Linked DNA regions of Mus musculus: regions 1 and 2 are each linked to region 3. A link is a contact called in public Hi-C data. All regions are on one chromosome and are shown on one strand. The core of a region is the stretch at or near the end of the contact, and the rest is flanking DNA. Distances in the headings are between cores, read along the strand shown. Region 1 has its middle 78 kb from the start of Gm42131. Region 2 has its middle 47 kb from the start of Gm42131. Region 3 has its middle 40 kb from the start of n-TDgtc1.

Region 1 (3,842 bases), core at 977-3,476, 340 kb after region 3:
GTGATTTTGTACAAAAATGGCAAAGTTAACATGACCCCAGATCATGGCTAATTCATCTACAGAGAAGCGGGAAGAAAGCCGCTCGCCTGGCCTTGTCTCTCACGGGTGAGGACCTCTGCATGGAGCCCTTGTCTGCTGTGTGCAAGTGGTGCAGTTGACCCCACTGGAAAAATAGAATTTTTCCTTTTTATGTTTTAAAAGTTTAATTAATAAACACCAGGAGTATTTACCTGTAGATTTCTGTTTCGTGGAATTATCATTAAAGGTAGCTCATGAGGACACACTAAGTATCATTTCAAGGAACATTTTGTTCTTCTAAGATGATCTTCTAACGTTTTATAAGTCATCAAGTTGGTAAGTTTGTTAAAACTTCAGTAAATAATTTTCAAAGAGAGAGAGATTTATATGAAGGTAAATTTACACACTCATTTCAATCTAGTGCATCCAATAATAGCTGGCATAAATCCAGTCCAAGAATGGATGTAGGATTTTGTGTTTTGAAGCAAAGTATACAACATCCATAGAAGGGAGCGCTAACGTTACATTTGTTCGTCATTCTATGTGAACGCTAAACTACTTCAAAATGAAATAACTGAATTAATATATGGCCCTTAAGTAACCTGCTCAGGGTAAAAAATATAAATCTTAGAATCAGTCCACCTGGCTGTCTCACAAGATCAGTGTTACAGTCAGCAGACTCAATGATCCCTGTGCCATAGAAGCAACAAGTGATGTCTTTCAGAGTATTCGCCTGTCAGACAGAGTCAATGGCAGTCTCTATGGAATGCCTCTGTGAAGACTCATTTCACACCAACTTCACTGAGCTAAGGAGTATTCAGAAAGTATTGCTGAGTGCGTGTAGCGGGAGGGTATATTCTGGAAGAATATGAACAGTAAGACCAATTGGCTCATCAAATGAGTGAGCATTGTTTGATGCCCAAGACTAGCTTTGTTCCTGCTTATGTGGGGACAACTGTGTTCTCCTGTTCCTGTGTGTGCTTCTGATTCGTTAGTTTGGCTTTTGGATCCAAAGTAGGACTTATACCATTAGCTCCTTGTATTCTCCAGCCTGCTGGTATGTTCTAGAAGACTACTACCAGCCTTCCTGAGCCTCCAGCTTGCCAATGAATAGATCCTGGCATTTCCCAGGCTCTGCAATTGCATCAACCAACCATGCTGAACAAATGTCTTTGTACATAAGTAACAAATGCCTCAATGTGTGTGTATTGGGGCTGGGGGGTGTTCCTTTTCTCTGGAGAATTCTAATAGCCAAATTTAAGGGATAAATGAGAAAGAAAAATGACTAAACACAAGGAATGATCAGAGAAATAGTTAGAGAATATTATATAATAAAAGTCAATTGATATGGGAAATACAAGATGGCAGGGCCCAAGAAATGAGAAAAATAATTCAATTATTATTGACTACTATGTCCAGAGAATATGGATTATTCTGCTTCTCAAGGATAAAGGTTTTTCAGGTCTGAAAACCCCCCATTACCATTTTTCAGATGGTACATGACTCTCTCTAATGGGTTAAATTGTATCCTTCTAAAAAGATACGCTATACCCTGCCTCCTGTACCTCAGAAAAGGACCTTATTTTGAAATAAGGCTTTAAGAGGCAGTTAGGTTAAAATGAGGTCATTAAGATGTACCCTAATTGAAAATGACTAGTGTCTTTAAAACAGAGGGGCCCTGGAATGCAGAAACAGACACACACTGAAGTAAGACTGGATGAAGACACCCAGGGAGAAGTCAGGAGTGGCTAAAGTGATGGGTCAACAAGCCAAGGCATGACAAAAATGGCTGGCTAGCTCCAGACAGCGTTAGGATTGGCCCTTGATGTTGTCAGTGACCACAGCCCTTCTCTTCCAGCTCCCAGCCCATGGAACGATGAGATGATTTTTTTATCCACCCAGCTCTTAATACTTTGCTTCAACAGCCAGAGGAAACAAATACAGCCTCCTCTAAAAAGTTCTGCCTGACTAACCAGCAACGATACTGACCAGCTTTGATGACCATGCCAAAATTCTTGAACCAGAAGAATAGAAATGCTTAAATGAGCCTCCAGTGGTCTGTCCCAACAGCTACCCCTTTCTTTCAGAGTGATCTAGAATGTCCTTTATCCTCTCTTTATCCGACTTTCCTCCCTGTCTCTGGCTTGTCCTCCTATTAGTTTATGGTCTGGAAACAAGGAGAGGAAAGGGTGTGGTTACGATGATGAACTAGGGAGGAAGCAGCAAGGGCCTGAGGCTGAGATCAGGAGGTCTGAATTGTCAGCACTCAAACCCCACCCATCATGGCTTCCAGAAATACTTGTTCCTTCCTGTTAGATATAGAGCTAGATGCTTAAGGGTATGGCTGTAAATGGGGCAAAGAAACCCTCATGGAAACTATCATGCAGAGAAACTATATTGTGTTCTAGCCTGACTTCATACTCTTTCATATAAATATAACTTTCCTGAACAAGCCCATCGAGACAGCTTAACCCAGCTTACACTGAAACCCTGAAAGATCTGGCATGATTCAAACAACCTTTTGGTGAATCTTTGTCTTCTGCAGACATTTAAACCCAAATTAGTTGATTTCTAGTCTTTCAAAAGTTGACCTGAAAGATAAACAAACCATAACATCCCCTGGAAATGAAGTGCATGCGTGAGAAAGAGCGGAGGGTGCCGGGAGGGGAGATAGAAATCTTAGTGTGAATTATGATGCTGACTCTGGCGTGTGCAGCTGGCATTTCCACTGTCTCGTCTCTGTGACAGTGCCCTCCTCTGGAAGCTGTTAGGCTAAGAGCTAATGTCCCTGTGCCACACAAAGGTGATAGTGAATTGATGAGTCTGTAAAGAGATTTAGAGGCAAATAAGGAAATGCATTGTTAATGCTATTAAATATTACTTAGCCCGCACAAGCTGCGTGTTCAACAGTTTAAACTTTAATTGCTAGCCGATGCAGAAACAAGCCTGGATGTATGTAAATCCTATTGAAAGCTAATATCATTCTGGCTGTTCAGATGGATTAGCAACCACTACAATTAGCAGCCTGCACAGCTAATGATATTAGGGTAGAATCTATCATACGGCAGCCTGGGCCTTAAATCTGATGGGAAGTTAAGGCTTTTTCTCCCCACTGAAACTGGGGGGTCCTGCCAATTAATACACAGGGGTCCTGGGTGTGAGCCAAGAAGGTTCTAGAAGAAGGGGGCTCAATGCACCATCACCTTGGCTTGTTCCTCTTACCCTTCACTGTAACTCCAACAGAGCATACTATGGCTGACACCACCTCCTTCCCACTTTATATGGAATGATACCACAATCCAGCAAAGAGGCAGAACGATCTACCTGCAGCTGTAGAATGCTGGTCTCACTCTGAATACTGTGGTTGTGGCAGAAGGAAAAAGAGCATAGCTTCTAGCCAGATGTGGCACCCACAGAGCAGGCCGCTGTACAGAGTACTTACACAACACTAATGACTCCTAAGAGGCCTCAGCAACAGGGAATTTCATTTACGACATCATTGGTTTAAGGCAGGTTACAGAAACTGTCATTCTCAGAGTAGAACAGCTGAGCTGACTATAGAAATAGGCACCAATAATGTCATGGGGGCTGTAGACTAAATTGTCCTAAGGGCCCATGAGCACACTGAAGTGTGGCTCCCTACCTTTGATTAGAGAATGGCTATCTGTGGCTAATAGATCTTCAATCTCACTCTGAGGAACTTGAAGACTAGTCTTCGCCATTCAATTGTTCCTAATGTGATACTTTCTCTGGGAAAAAAAGGGCTGTAGCTTTGTTAATCTAACTGCAGACATCATTATAATTGTGATCATGTGGAATATGTC
Region 2 (4,059 bases), core at 936-3,435, 460 kb after region 3:
ACTTTACTTATAAAAATCTCACATTCTGAGAAGTAATAGGATCATTTTGTGTCAGTTTGACTGGCCGTAGCCATTTTGAAAGTCTGACAATGCAGAAGATAAATATCCAGGGATTCAATAATAGTTCCTAAGATGCTAAACAAAAGTTCATTCCAAAGGATTGATAGTTGGAAAATCAAGCCCCATTCTTAGAATTGACTAATATGTGAACTGTGCTCTACAACTTTACCCAAGAGTGAGCCGGGATGGGCTTCCTTTCCAAATGGATGGTCTCACGTGTATGTATAGGGAAATACGAAGGAGGCATGGAAGTTACTCTTATGTACCTAAGTAAAGCAATACAGCATAAGACCAAGAGCTACGCTAAAGCAAAAAGCACAAAAGCAAACTTCCAAGTTCTGCAAGAGCCTGTCTCGCCCACTGCAGCTCCTGCATCTAGTCCCCACGTGGTGTTCCCATTCAGTTTCAGAAAAAGCAGAGCTTGAACGCTCTACTAGATTGAAATCCCTGAGAACTTTTCCTTGCAACTTCTACGTTCATAAGATTAACTTTAGACTGTCTTATTTCTTCTCCATGGTTAATTAAAGTATTATGCGAAACAGCATTTTATATGCATCGGTGCCTACCAGTGGCAAGCCTTTAAGAAAACCTGTGTTGTGTGCTTTGAATAATCAAGAAATGTTGCACAGTAAGGGCTCTGATACAGTTGGCTGCGTGCTGTGAGCTTGACAACAACTTAGACGAAGGTGCAGGCTTGTGGTTTGGATTTTATCTTACCTTATTTTTGACCTGGAGCTGTGGTGCTGCCCATCCATCCACACGGCAAAACATCTGCTCCGAGCAATTTATTGTGAGCAAGGAAAAGTGTCTTTTGACTCAGAGTTTCACAGTCCATGGTCGCTTGATTTTGCTGCCTTGGGGTTTGTGACAGTGCAGATGAACCCAAGTTTCTCAGCTCAGGTGAAAAAGCAGCAAAGAGAGAGGGAGGGGGTCTTATTCCTCAGTGTCCCTCCCCAAAGCCGCCTGTGATGTAACCTCCTTCCAAGAAGCCTCACCTTCTGAAGATTCTACCAGTTCCCGACAGGACAACGGGCTGTCAATCAGCCTTTAGCATATGAGCTCTGGGAGCAGTTAAAATCCAAACCTGACTTCCTCTTCTTCCCTGAAACCTGTTTGTTCTACTCCCGTAGCATATCTCAAAGCTGACAGTGTAAACGTTACTGGTTCACCACTGACTCGTCCTTTAGAAACAGCCCTGCCTGATACTGATATTATTATTCCTGGATACCATTTATTCGAGATTCTGGCAAGTTAACTCAACAGAAGACCCTAATGCCCATAGCTACATAACACCACATACCCCTTATCTCATCTTTGGTACCAGAAAGTGGGACATAATGTGACTATAAGACTGAATGGTTGGTCATCCCCTAAAACAGTCAAAGTGAATTCAGTAGAAAAGTAAGGCAGGGGCAAGAAATACAAGGTGTTCTCACCAAATCCACCCCCCCTTTTTAAATATTGCTTTTATTTTCAGGAACCTCTGTGGACACATCTGAATTTATGTGAAGGCAGCAGATGTCTGTATTACACTCATAAGACAACCTAAGATGACAAAAGTGCAGTGCGGGAGCAAGAAGAAGACTGTGACATTACAAATGTGACATCGCAAAGCATGACGCTTACAAACCGGAATTGCTTCACATTCACATGTGCTATCCTTGATCTCAGCAAAAAGCTGAGAAGTGATAGCTTTGTAAAATACTTCCCCTTGAGGGTCTCTTTTGGACAGCACAGGGTGTTACCTCTTCATGACCATCATTCAGTCACTGTCTCTGCTCCCGTCCTACAGCTGCCAAGCTGATTGGTCGCAGCAGAGACAGCGCAAGAGACAAAGGTGGAAGAGCTTCCTGGCCCTTTGCAGAAATGTCTTTTTCCACTTTATTTAATATTCCCAAGGGAGTGTATAGTATTCAGAATGTCTAACACAATCTTTTGATGATCATGCAACAAATAAAACTCGTCTCCTTGTGTTTGATGTGGCAGAGAATACCGCGTGGACACGAATGTGCTCCTGAGTTCTGTGGATGCTCCATGAGAGCTTCCTGGCCAGCCAGAGGCCCTGTGTGTTCTGTCAACTGAGGGACCACAGTGGAAAGATGGCGTCTGAAACCAGGAGACAACGGAGTCCCAATCACTTGGCCAACTCGTCCAACCTCCATTTCCTCGACTTTAGGATGAGAGGTTCGTGGCATCCTTTCAGGGTTGTGTGAACCAGATGAAATTATCCTTGGGTGAATCCTTTGTTACCCCCATAGATTACACAAAACATGCAGTGCCCAAGGCTTCGTAAAAAGCATTCTGACCAAGGCCATTGAAGCCAATGATGGTCACGATTGCAGGTCACCATAACTGTGAACTTTGCACACGGAATCCAAGGCCCCTCTCCAAAATAAATAAATAAATAAATAAATAAATAAATAATTGTCACTTTGAATTAAGAAATCTTGAGACGAAGGATCAACACTCGAGGGGCTCTGGTCCAAGTCCATGTTTGGAGTAATTTCTGGGCAATCGTCACAGATGTCAGCCATCTTCTTCCTCCAATGACTGGTGGTCGAGGCCACAGCATCTGCACCAAAGGATCTATATCCTTTAGCTGTGGCCCACACCTGCCTCTCCTCACTGTCTCCTTTATCTTCACTAGGCCCTCTTTGATCCTTCGCTCATTTCTAATTCTGAAGGCCCTTTGAGAAAGGGGGAGGGGAGGAAAACAAAAGGTTAATTTTCTCCAGCCTGCCCAGGCCGACTTAATGTAACAGAAGGCAGCAAATTGTATTGATTTAGTGACATGCAACTGTCCAGAAAGAGCTATTTATACATTATTCAGGACAAACACTGTCATAATGGACAAACAGCAGCAGCATCTGGGATGTTAATGTCTACAAATAAGATTATTCTTTGAAAGGATTAGGATGGAGCATTTTGTGTAATTAGATTTCTCCGTTTCAGGAATGAATTGCCTTTTAGCAGTAAAAGCTGTCACTGAGGGAGCCATTAGCTCCTTATAACTGAATTAAATGCATAATTAGTGACATGATCACATTAGGATTTGTTTCATTTTTAACTAATCTGAGGAGGGAGGGACCAAGGGAGAGTTGGGGAGAGGAGGCGGGGCCATTTCCAGGTCACTGCGGCCTTCCTTAGCTCGGGATAGGCCTCAGCTGGTGAGCTCGAGTTGGTAAAAGTCAGACGCCTGTGAATCAGAGCCCAGGCCTCGCCACGGCGACGGCCAGGCTATTCATCACTGGGTGGTGGGTGACAGTGACTGATGGGCTGGACCCGGGCCTGGCACTTCACCAGTGCAAGAATCATACGAGCCAGGGAACAGAATGACAGCTGGAGCGCCGTGTCAAGTGGTGGAGAGACCAGAGCTATTAATAATGTGTGCCACATGATCTCAGCCGCGAGAAAACAATGATTTAGACATTGGTGAGAATAAAGATTTTACATTTAGTCCGGGGGTGACTCTTCTCCTTGGCACTTGTAGAATAAATCGCTACGCAATCAGCATGTATGAAATCAGGCAATGCATACATTAGAGGCGGCCTTGCGAGGGAGGGGCCTGAGTCGGGATCTGGAAATCTTGGCGTGCTCCTGACTCCGTCTTCGTGGAGCGTCTGTGGAAGCTTCGGGTAGCAAAGGGTAAGAGGATGGTGAAGAGATGACTTTCACTCACGCTCTCATTTGGCCTCTCACCCTTCCCTTTCTGGCATCTTCCCTGTTCTGGGATCCACCAGGGATGATAAGGGAGAACCCAAGCGTCCAGGATGCGCTCTAACTCTTGGAACTGAACTAAACTGAAAGGGAGCCGGGACGCCAAGTGTGGCTTGCTAAAGTATTGACATTCTGTCTACCTTGGGAACCTTTAATCTTGTTTCTCGGTCTGAGAATTAAGAGAAGCAGAAGCAAGGACAGGCAAAGGAAGGGAAGCGAGGCAATAAATGATGTCCACTTCAGGTTGAGTGAGCTCTGTGGCCCTCTAGGAGGTGATGGGCT
Region 3 (4,152 bases), core at 1,041-3,540:
AACAGTGGTCACGTAGGGTGCTAGAACCAAAAATTCACAAGGATACTGTTAGTCCTTGCAAGAAAATATATAAAAAAAAATGATCCAAGTCCAAACAATGAAGTTAAACATTGTTTCAAGTTGTTGGGTGAGCATCTGGATGGCAAAGGAATCCTAGAAAGAGATCAGCAAGTGCTCTCCTCCTCATGATGTAGGAATGGGAAGGGAGGGAGAGACACTTAGAGTCATTTAGGAGAGAAACCAACATCAACAAAACATTACTTGTGGCTAAATACATTAAAATGCTTATTTGAAATACAAACACACATAAAATCAAATACATGCAAGCATATTTTGAGTAAGCTGTGCTCTGACTATCTGACAAGTTGCACTGAGAGTCACAGGAAACTTGCTAGCCTGGAGAATTGTGTCTGAAGCACACCTTACTTTGGGTAAAGTGGTGTCAACTTAATAAGAGTTGGCTGGAACTGTTTGTCATGTGACAAATGGAAATGATTTTCCTTCTTTGGAGTATTCAGATGAGCCTCAGGGAAGGCAGAGAAGAGAATACTGAATTTTCTTACTCTTGAGCCCGGGTGAATGAAGCCGAGCTCGGGGTAAGCGCTTTCAATTAGATTTCAGTTGCTCAGGCCCGAAAACCACTTTTTCTTAGGCCTTGTAATTTCATATCCTTGACATTGCTGGGATGTCATGCTATCTGGGTCAGAACACTGGTATCCCAGGTTCAATAATGTAAGGAAATCCTTGCATATATGTGCCTGTATCCATAACAACACCGCTCACATTGCAAGACATCCAGATCTTCTCAGGTTCACCCTCAGGGTTTGAAAACGTGTAACCTTTGGTACTCACCTGAGAACATTTAGAATCTTAGGAGTGTAGGCCTAATCGCAACAATCAAATAAAGCTCTCCTGGCGAGGTGGGTTTAGATGGGAGGCCGAGGCAGGAAGATTATGAGTTCAAGGCCACCCAAAGTTACCCAGAGAGACGCTGTCTTAAATTTCTTATTCTCCAGCTGTATACTGCCATGCCATGCCTATATACTAGAGAGATGCATATTTCTCAGCTACAAGAGATTTGAACAAATATGCTTCTGAGCAATCGGTCTAACACACGTTATATGCAACACAAGTCCCCAGATTGAGAAAAAACAGGCAGCATGTTGGTTGCATTTTGCATTTCATGCTCCATGTGCTGAGCTGTGATAGTGGCAGAGAGATTCACAGAAATGTGTGGCTGTTAACATGTTATTCCAGCTGGAGTCAAATGCTGGGGAGAGGAGGTCTCCTCGCTCCTCTGGGGGATGGATGAGAGAGTGGCTTCGGGAAGACATTGGGGAGAGTTGCTGTTTTCCTCCAGGTGTTTGAGCCAACTGACGGCCCCTGTCTGAACTTCCTAGTCATTTGCCATTTCATTAGCTGCCAGGTTTTCAATTTCTGCCTCTTGGAAGTTACACCGCTTTGAACAAGTCCCCACAGTAATTGAATTTGCCACAGAAATAGAACACTGGAAAATTTCATTTTCTTCTTCCCTGCTTGAAGGCAAGCAAGCAGGCAGGGCACACACACATTCCTGCTGGGCTCTTCTTCTTTGCTTTCTGGGCTCTGTTCCCCTCCCTTCCCCACTGCATTCAATAACTCGCTCCTTCCATCGAGCTCCCAGAGCAGGTAAACGGTCACACACACACAAAAAAAGGGCCTGCTTTCAAACCATCTCAGAGTGCATCAGCCTGTCACTTTGTAATTTTCTTCTAAATGCCTTCCACAAATAATGGTTTTCAAAATGAGCATTAACAGGCTTGATTACATGAAATTGTCCTTTTAATTTACACCAGGATTCTATTGATCACACAAGTGCAGATTAAAGTGTTCAATGAAGCCCGTGATGAGGTATTAACCAGCTAAGGGTCCTCCAGGGGCCGCCAGGGAGGCCAGGAATATGCTAGGAGTGTACAGTTATTTCCCCATAATGAAGTGGCACTATGCGAAGGCATGAATCGCCGGCAGGAAGAATAGATCCGAGATGATGAGCTCTTCAAAGTCATTTCTCCCTCCCTCATTCAGCTTCATGCCCAGAGCCTCCTGCGGTTCTTCTGCATTACTTGTCGTGAAATGCCAGGATTTACCTAGCCAGCTGATGCAATTTTTATGACCTTATTGCTTTTTCACCATGGTAATAGTTTTGAATCAATTTATCAATCCAGCGGTGCCATCAGACATATTGCCCTGAAGATCAAGTCCGGGTCATTCCATCAATTCACTGCGGTTTACGAAGATAGAGAAAAAAGCCAGGCCGTGACGGCTATCAACTTCAAATGGCTTAGTAAACATGCCTCGGCTTCTTTAACTGCTTCACTTCTGACTCTGCACCTTTGTATTCACGGCTAGGACCACCCGGATCAGCCTGGTGGTGGCTGGGTTGCAGCAGACCCAGCCGTGAGGCAGGAGGCCCTGGGAGAGCAAAGGACACCTCTCGCCAGCTCTCCGGGCCGTGGTTGGCACAAATCTTGGAGGCGTGGCTCGATCCAGCATACTTACAGTCGATTGTGACATGGTGCCCAAATTTCAGGGCATTTATCTCACCAACTGGACAACGTAGGAAGAGGACTGTGAGGTTCTCCCTTTGTAATAGGTTTTGCAGCAGGCTTGGCAATCATATTCCACTCCATCTTCTCTCCACGGCAGAGGCTGGTCAGTGATAATGGTTTCAAAAGATGAAAAACCTGTAAGTCATTTTTCATGGGATAAGGTGTCATGTGGAGCAGGACACAAAGAAAGAACAGCTCACTTGTTGGAAGAGAATGGACACTTCCTGCCCAAAGGAGACAGGGAACTGACCCTCTGGCCACTGAGTTAGATCGCTGGTGTTTGCGCAGATAAAACACCAGGTGTCTCTTGTTCATTGAGATTTGTTATTATATCGGTTGCATTCAGAGAGCCCGGGTTATTTGTATATTCCATGTATGCATGTATTAGGTCAAAATTTGAAATCCCATACCAAGAATTCTGGCAATAAATTATGTGCCAAAGACAGTGATGGTGAATTTTAACATTATTTAAAATGTATTGTTTTCGAGGCCTTAATAGAGATTAAATGCACGGATGGCATCAGCCTGGTGCTGTGCTGGGACGCTGCTATGCTCAGCATTTAAAATGGGATTTGTCAGGCCCCAAGCTTATGTCGATTCTATAAAAATTTAATGATCTACTTCCAGGTCTAGCAGCATTTAGGATTTATTTACAGTCTTTATTATAAAATTTATCCAAAATATACACATTCCCCAAAGACTTCTGAGCTCCGCGGTGGAAATATAAATGTACCAAAGTGAAATACAGCAGAGGATCAAGCTCTCTCTGCCAGGCCCTTTTCCTCCTGTTCTCTCACTCCCAATATCCAGCAAAGTAAGAGCTGGAAGCCCGGATAAGAAACCAGGGGCTCTGAAGGCAAGGGTCGTGTGGGAAGGAGTGGGCGATTATCTGCGCTAATCTTCCCATGCACAGAGGAGAACACAAACCCTCTACCAGACGCTCAGAGTTGCTTGGCTGTGTATTTCCCCCCTGATTTCAAAACTCAAATAAATATTCTACTTCTCAGCCTCTGTACTAAAAAGTCTTGTTTTAAAATAATCCAACGGGCAGGAGAGATGGCTCAGTAGATATGAGTGGTTCATGTAGCCATCAATGCTCCCTTCTGAAGTCTTCCCGGTGTGACAGAGTGAAGGCTGCCACGGGCCTTCCTCTGGTGTGGTTTTATAATCAACAGTACAGCGGTGGCAGGCACGGGATTTCAGAATCAGAACTGAGGTCATACAGTGTTGGCTCTGTTTTACGGAGGAGGAAATCCAGAGATGTCAGGTCACCTGAGCTCTGCTGTATGTCAGCACTGCTAAGCCTGAAGAGAACGAGAATCCAGCTATCTTGACGCCACTATTTCACTGTCTTTTCAACAGCACAGAAGGTGCCCACTGCTGATGCACAATGTTTGTCCATCTTTGAATGACTTGGGAACCTGGGCAAATCATAAGGGGTCCTGAGTGATGGAGGGTGATAGGTGCTGAGGTTGTAGACCAGTGATCACTTTTCCTTTGGGGGGGGCTTCTCAAAATCCTCCATCATGGAAACATTAGTGAGCACAAAACCCCAGAAACATAG

What was found. A called contact is a pair of places that touch in the nucleus more often than the background predicts.
Region 1: a contact with region 3 is called in a Hi-C map of the N1E-115 cell line, with 6 times the contacts expected there. The contact joins two enhancer-like sites. A contact is called at or near these places in 4 of 484 Hi-C or Micro-C datasets (the N1E-115 cell line, adipose-derived mesenchymal stem cells, cortical neurons and 1 more), 2 of 115 datasets of contacts at active chromatin or transcription factors (astrocytes and embryonic basal ganglia) and 1 of 9 other capture datasets (embryonic trunk).
Region 2: a Hi-C map of the N1E-115 cell line shows a contact between it and region 3, with 9 times the contacts expected there. The contact joins two enhancer-like sites. A contact is called at or near these places in 3 of 484 Hi-C or Micro-C datasets (the N1E-115 cell line, embryonic fibroblasts and embryonic stem cells) and 1 of 9 other capture datasets (embryonic tail).

What each region holds. Positions count from the first base shown.
Region 1 is chr5:101,369,640-101,373,481 of GRCm38.p6, forward strand. No RefSeq gene overlaps it. Among named protein-coding and RNA genes, the nearest start is that of Gm42131, 78 kb to the right of the region's middle. Within about 2 kb of position 2,227, at least 2 of the 459 cell types and tissues checked have an H3K27ac peak or open chromatin away from gene starts, as enhancers often do. A contact at or near this core is called in the N1E-115 cell line, where this site is marked.
Region 2 is chr5:101,494,251-101,498,309 of GRCm38.p6, forward strand. No RefSeq gene overlaps it. Among named protein-coding and RNA genes, the nearest start is that of Gm42131, 47 kb to the left of the region's middle. Within about 2 kb of position 2,186, at least 10 of the 459 cell types and tissues checked have an H3K27ac peak or open chromatin away from gene starts, as enhancers often do. A contact at or near this core is called in the N1E-115 cell line, where this site is marked.
Region 3 is chr5:101,030,746-101,034,897 of GRCm38.p6, forward strand. No RefSeq gene overlaps it. Among named protein-coding and RNA genes, the nearest start is that of n-TDgtc1, 40 kb to the left of the region's middle. Within about 2 kb of position 2,291, at least 2 of the 459 cell types and tissues checked have an H3K27ac peak or open chromatin away from gene starts, as enhancers often do. A contact at or near this core is called in the N1E-115 cell line, where this site is marked.